2 separate regions of the Mus musculus genome follow, and region 1 is linked to region 2. Evidence: chromatin contacts called from public promoter capture Hi-C data. All regions are on one chromosome and are shown on one strand. The core of a region is the stretch at or near the end of the contact, and the rest is flanking DNA. Distances in the headings are between cores, read along the strand shown. Region 1 has its middle 6.0 kb from the start of Calhm1. Region 2 holds the start of Cyp17a1 (cytochrome P450, family 17, subfamily a, polypeptide 1).

Evidence for each region. Promoter capture Hi-C pulls out the DNA fragments that hold promoters and counts their contacts.
Region 1: a contact with region 2 is called in a promoter capture Hi-C map of embryonic stem cells, with 2.5 times the contacts expected there. The contact joins the enhancer-like site here to the promoter of Cyp17a1 in region 2. A contact is called at or near these places in 7 of 39 promoter capture datasets (the 3T3-L1 cell line, the HPC-7 cell line, cranial neural crest and 4 more), 2 of 15 datasets of contacts at CTCF or cohesin (embryonic stem cells and stem cell-derived epiblast-like cells), 13 of 484 Hi-C or Micro-C datasets (B cells, the G1E-ER4 cell line, brain and 5 more) and 2 of 9 other capture datasets (adipose tissue and liver).

The regions. Positions count from the first base shown.
Region 1 is chr19:47,148,797-47,151,496 of GRCm38.p6, reverse strand. No RefSeq gene overlaps it. Among named protein-coding and RNA genes, the nearest start is that of Calhm1, 6.0 kb to the right of the region's middle. Within about 2 kb of position 1,431, at least 33 of the 459 cell types and tissues checked have an H3K27ac peak or open chromatin away from gene starts, as enhancers often do. A contact at or near this core is called in brain, cerebral cortex and embryonic stem cells, where this site is marked.
Region 2 is chr19:46,671,583-46,674,282 of GRCm38.p6, reverse strand. Cyp17a1 (cytochrome P450, family 17, subfamily a, polypeptide 1) reads left to right here and starts at 1,283. Exons shown (of 8, transcript NM_007809.3): 1 at 1,283-1,736. The coding sequence starts at 1,440. The region is part of intron 1 of Gm41857 (predicted gene, 41857); the gene reads right to left. It also overlaps the pseudogene Gm6967. RefSeq lists a cis regulatory region at 1,043-1,142 and a promoter at 366-1,415.

The DNA.
Region 1 (2,700 bases), core at 182-2,681, 480 kb before region 2:
CCTAGTTTCTGGGTATGTCCTCCTCTGTGGATCCCGTTCCCTCTGGACCCTGATTAAGTTCAGATTCCTATTCAGTGCATTTAGACTGAGTCCCTAAATCTGTCCTTTCCTTCCCTCCCTTTTTCCTCCCTCTCTTCTTTCTCCCTCCTGCCCTTTCTTCCTTCCTCTCTCCTTTCCTCCCTTTCTTCCTTATCTTTTCCTTCTCTCCTCACCCCGCCCCCCATCTCTTTTGAGGAAGAGTCACACTTCAGCCGTCTAGCTGAAGATGACCTTGAACTCCAGGCCTGGGATACATGGCTAGCCTCCTGCCTCAGGCTCCCTTAGTGTTAGGATTAGAGGTATGAGCTGCCACCCCCCCAATTTCCAGAATTTCATCTCTAACAAGCCCCCACACAATACTGGTTCTTCTAGTCATTGGATCAAACTTTGAGTAGCCATAGTCTGAATAGATCTGTTGTGGATCTGGATCATAGACATTGACTCAAAACTTAAAAACAAAAAAATTATCATAATAATGTCACGTGCCAGATATTTATTCAGTCGGTCTTCTTGTAGTCTAGTGAAGTCATGATTATTAGCGTCCTGCTTTAGATTTAAATTACATTATGTATGTATGTATGTATGTATTGTGTGTGTGTATTGTGTGTGTGTGTACTTGCACACACATATGGCTTGGTGCATGTGTAGAGATCAAAGGACAACTTGTAGGAGTCATCTCTCTCATTCTGCCATGTCTGTATCAGAGATCAAACTCCGGCCATCAGGCTTGGCAACAAGTACTGTTACCTGCTGAGCCATCTCGCCGCCCTTTCTCGTTTGTTTAGGATTTATTTTATCCTGTGTGCACGGGGAGGCAGTGGGCATAGGCACATGACTGGCCACAGAGACCAGAGATGGTGGATCTCCTGGAGCTGGAGTTACAGGCAGTTGTGAGCTGCTTGACATGGGAGCTGGGAACCAAGCTTGGGTGCTTTGCAAGAACCGTATGGACTCTCAACCACTGAGCCATCTCTCCAACCCCACTCACCCCATCTGAAAGCCTTACTCTGGAGCCTTAGCTGACCTGGAGCTTGTAGTGATCTTTCTGATTCAGCTTTGTGAGTCCTGGGGTTACAGGTATGCCAGCACACCCTAGACACTCTCTCTGTCTCTGTCTTTCTGTCTCTCTGTCTCTCTGTCTCTGTCTGTCTCTCTGTCTCTGTCTGTCTGTCTGTCTGTCTGTCTCTCTCTCTCTCTCTCTTTCTCTCTCTCGTGTGTGTGTGTGTGTGTGTGTGTGTGTGTGTGTGTGTGTGTGTGTGTGTGTGAAATATGATCCCATGAAACTTAGTTGGCCTCCAACTTTCCGGCTAGCTGAAGGTAACCTTGAGCTTCCGACCTCCCTGCCTGCACTTCCTGAGTTCCGGAATTACAGATGTGCCCCAGCTGTGCCTAGTTTATGCAATGCTGGGGTGGAACAAAGCACACACTAAGCAGGCACTTTGTCACCTAAGCTACATTATTACACAATTGTTTGAGAGGGAAAAAAAAAAAAAGCAAACCAAGAGGGTGACATTGCCCAAGGTCACCTGCATAGGGGCTGGCACTGAGTGCCAGGTTCCCTGGCTCTGGGTTCTGCTCTGAGCTATGACACCAGTTTACTCTCTAGATTGTTTTATTGCCCTTCAGTGCCCTTGTTGGGTTTCTTGCTGCTTCTACCAGGGTCCTCATAATAGGTTCTAGCAAGCTCTGCTTGGTAAATTCCCCATGAAAGCCTCGGGTACTAACTCCTAATGGCCACTCCAGATAGTTTCCACTTTCCAGACTGGAGGTATAGCTCAGCTGGTGGAATGTGTGCCCAGCATGACTGAGGGTCATTGTATAAACTGGACATGGTGTGCACACTTGTTTCCAGCACTCAGGATGTGGAGGCAGGAGCACCAGATGTTTGAGGTTGTCAAAGCCAGCCTGGACTACATAAGACCATATCTTAAAAATAAACAGGGGGCTGGTGAGATGGCTCAGTGGGTAAGAGCACCCGACTGCTCTTCCGAAGGTCTGGAGTTCAAATCCCAGCAACCACATGGTGGCTCACAACCATCTGTAACGAGATCTGATGCCCTCTTCTGGAGTGTCTGAAGACAGCTACAGTGTACTTACATATAATGAATACATAAATCTTTAAAAAAAAAAAGAGAGAGAGAAAGAGATTTCCACTAAATATGAAATCATTTAAATATATTCATGATTTCTTCCTCTCTTTATAAAAAATAAAATAAACAGGTAGGGCCGATGAGATAGCTCTGGGAGTAAAGGCGACAGTTGCCAACCCTGCAGACCCGACTTCAGTCCCCAGAACCCATGTGATAGTGGAGAAGCTACTCTCGCAAGTTGTCCACTGACTTCCACACACATCCCGGGCAGTCACACAACACACAGTAAATAACTGTTTAAAAAGTTCTTAAAAATAAATGAGAAAAGAAAAGTGCTTAAAAACAGCTAACATTTTCCTGTGGTGTACCAGTTTCCAGCAGTTCTGTTTGTAGCTCCCCAAAGCTAAGCCTGGTCTGGGCTCTTTTAAGCCAGCTGTCTGCCCTCAAGCTGACAGGGATGCCTCTCTAGCCTTTCTACCACCATCTTTGCTGCCTGCTGCCCGAATCTCCAGTCAGCAGCATCCCCTTCTTAGGTGGCCTCTTCCAGCGAGAATCCTAGCTGCACCCCCAG
Region 2 (2,700 bases), core at 34-2,533:
CAAGGAGTAAGAAACCCTGGACCACCCACCCCAGCAAGGACACTGAGAGCAAGAGAGAGGCCCTCGGTTGCTGAGGAGTCCCTAGCCCAACTCTGAGCATCTCCCTCACAATTTCCATCCCAGACCCCCATAATAACAGGAGGGGCCTAGGGAGCCCTCCCTACCCTCTTGAATACCATCAATAAAATTCGCTGCACAATACATATATATATATATATATATATATATATATATATATATATACGCCTAAAATGTAAACTTTTGCTGTTGATCTTGAGTGGGCCATAGTGTTTTATAGCCCAGGGTGACTTCAGACTTCCTATGAAACTGAGGCTGGCCCAACCCTCCTGTGTCTGCTGGGATTACAGCTGAGTATTGGCATTGCCGTCCCTAAAATGTACCTTTAAAAATGATTAAAGAGGCAGAGAGATGGCTCAAATGTAATAAATTTTTAAAATGACAATTAAAATGTTACTCTGTAATTTTTGTGTTTAAGATACTAGTTAGATATTTTATATGATTTTTAACTAGTGTTTTATTATTTTATAGGCATGAGTGTTTTACCTGCATGTATGTATGCAGACCGTGTGTGTTGGGGGTGCTTTCAGGGGCCAGAAGGTGCTTTCCTGGAACCAGAGGTACAGAAAGTTGTGAGCTACCATGTCAGTGCTGGGAATCTAACCTGGGTCTTCTGGAAGAGCAACGAGGCATCTTGACTGCTGAGCCATCTCTCCAGCTCTTAGTTAAAGTATTTTAAATGATGCATTTTACGTTTTATACATAGTAACATGACAAAATCATTTATTTCCAGAAAATATTAAATAGCCCATTCAAGAGAATGTACCTAGAAAGTAACCAAGCTATTTGAACAGAGACCTGCAATGGCCCTTGAGCTGATGTTCTGTGTACCTGAAAGCCTATGACTTCTGGATTCTTATCATCACTGCCTTGTGTGACCTTATGCAAACTAACCCTAAAAGACCTCTCTCTCCTCAACTATCAGATAATAAGACTGAAGTCTCTTTGACAGCTTTGGCTAGCTGCAACCTGATGACATTAATTATTAACTGTGCAGCACTTTTGACATTACAGCACGCACTCTGAAACCTTGATCTTAATCTGATAGCATTTGCCTCTGGGAGGATCCATAGCGCAGAAGCCCCAGGGAGATGACCAACTCTCTGCTCTTTAGCCAGCTCCTCCTCCAGGAGTTCGTCCTTAATCTGAGCCAGCCCTTGTGGAGGCCAAATTCCCTCTCCTCTCCCTTTTCTGGGTGAGGACTCAGGCTTGGAGACACTCCAGGATAAACTTCTGCAGGCCAAGAGATAACACGTCTTCAAGGTGACAATCAGAAACGCCTTTTAAAAGTTCTCCTTCTCTGCTGAAATTGCTGTAGCTTCTCCACTCCACAGCTGGCCATCTGCCTACACCTGGCTGCCATGTGGGAACTTGTGGGTCTCTTGCTGCTCATCCTGGCCTATTTCTTTTGGCCCAAGTCAAAGACACCTAATGCCAAGTTCCCCAGGAGCCTTCCATTCCTGCCCCTGGTGGGTAGTCTACCGTTTCTCCCCAGACGTGGTCATATGCATGCCAACTTCTTCAAGCTGCAGGAAAAGTATGGTCCCATCTATTCTCTTCGCCTGGGTACCACAACTGCAGTGATTGTCGGTCACTATCAGCTGGCCAGAGAAGTGCTCGTGAAGAAGGGGAAAGAATTCTCTGGTCGGCCCCAGATGGTAAGCAGTGCCAACCCTCCTCTTCCTCGGTCCCTGGGGTTGTACAGTTCTTATTTCTTTCAAAATCAGACTTGTGGGACTGCTCCCTCAAGACCCTACCGAACCTCTAAACTGGGAAGGAGGAATTAACGGGAAAACCCTTGAATGGCTTGTCTAGCAAGATGGTGCAGGGACCTGCAGAGCTGAGAAGCCTGTATGCCACTCACCTTCCCCTCTATGATACGATAATCATTCTAGAATATCCAGGCAAAGCCTTTAGCCCAGACCCAGAGCTAAAGTTCTCTATAAGTGTGACATTGTTGGGAAATAGGGCAGTGATTGCATCCTCCACCAGAAGATGCTTGGAGAAGCGGCTGGCATCATGGAGGGCTAGGACTGCAGTTTCTCTTATATGGCTTTGGCTCACAGATAGCTGGGGGAATATTACAGGGGGAGAGGGGACAAGGGACAGGGACATACAGTAGTATCTTGGGGCATCTGTTCTCATTTGTGCTGACTGTTGAGTAGCCATCCTACAAACACCACCTGTGCTCCCATGACCCTGTTGCAAGTGTTCCCCTGGGTACCCCGATAGAGGACGACCAGCCTCAGCTTTTAACAGGCCAAAACAAATTCCTTTTCCATGCGCTGGTCAGCCAGCGTGGCTGCCCAACTGCCAGGCTCTCTCAGGTTTGGGTTCCTCTCAGAAGCAAAGGAATAAACTGGGCCAGGTGACGGCAGCACACGCCTTTAAGGCTAGCACTTGGGAGGCAGAGGCAGAGGCAGGTAAATCTCTGGGTTTGAGGGCAGCCTGGTCTTGCCAATGCTATACGGGGAGAAGGAAGGAAGGAAGGAAGGAAGGAAGGAAGGAAGGAAGGAAGGGAATAAAACCATCACCACCACCCTGTGAATAAGAGACTAGCCTGGTGGGTTTTGGGGAGAGTCGGGGATGGAGAATGAAGACTTAGACCCTTGTGTTTTGTAG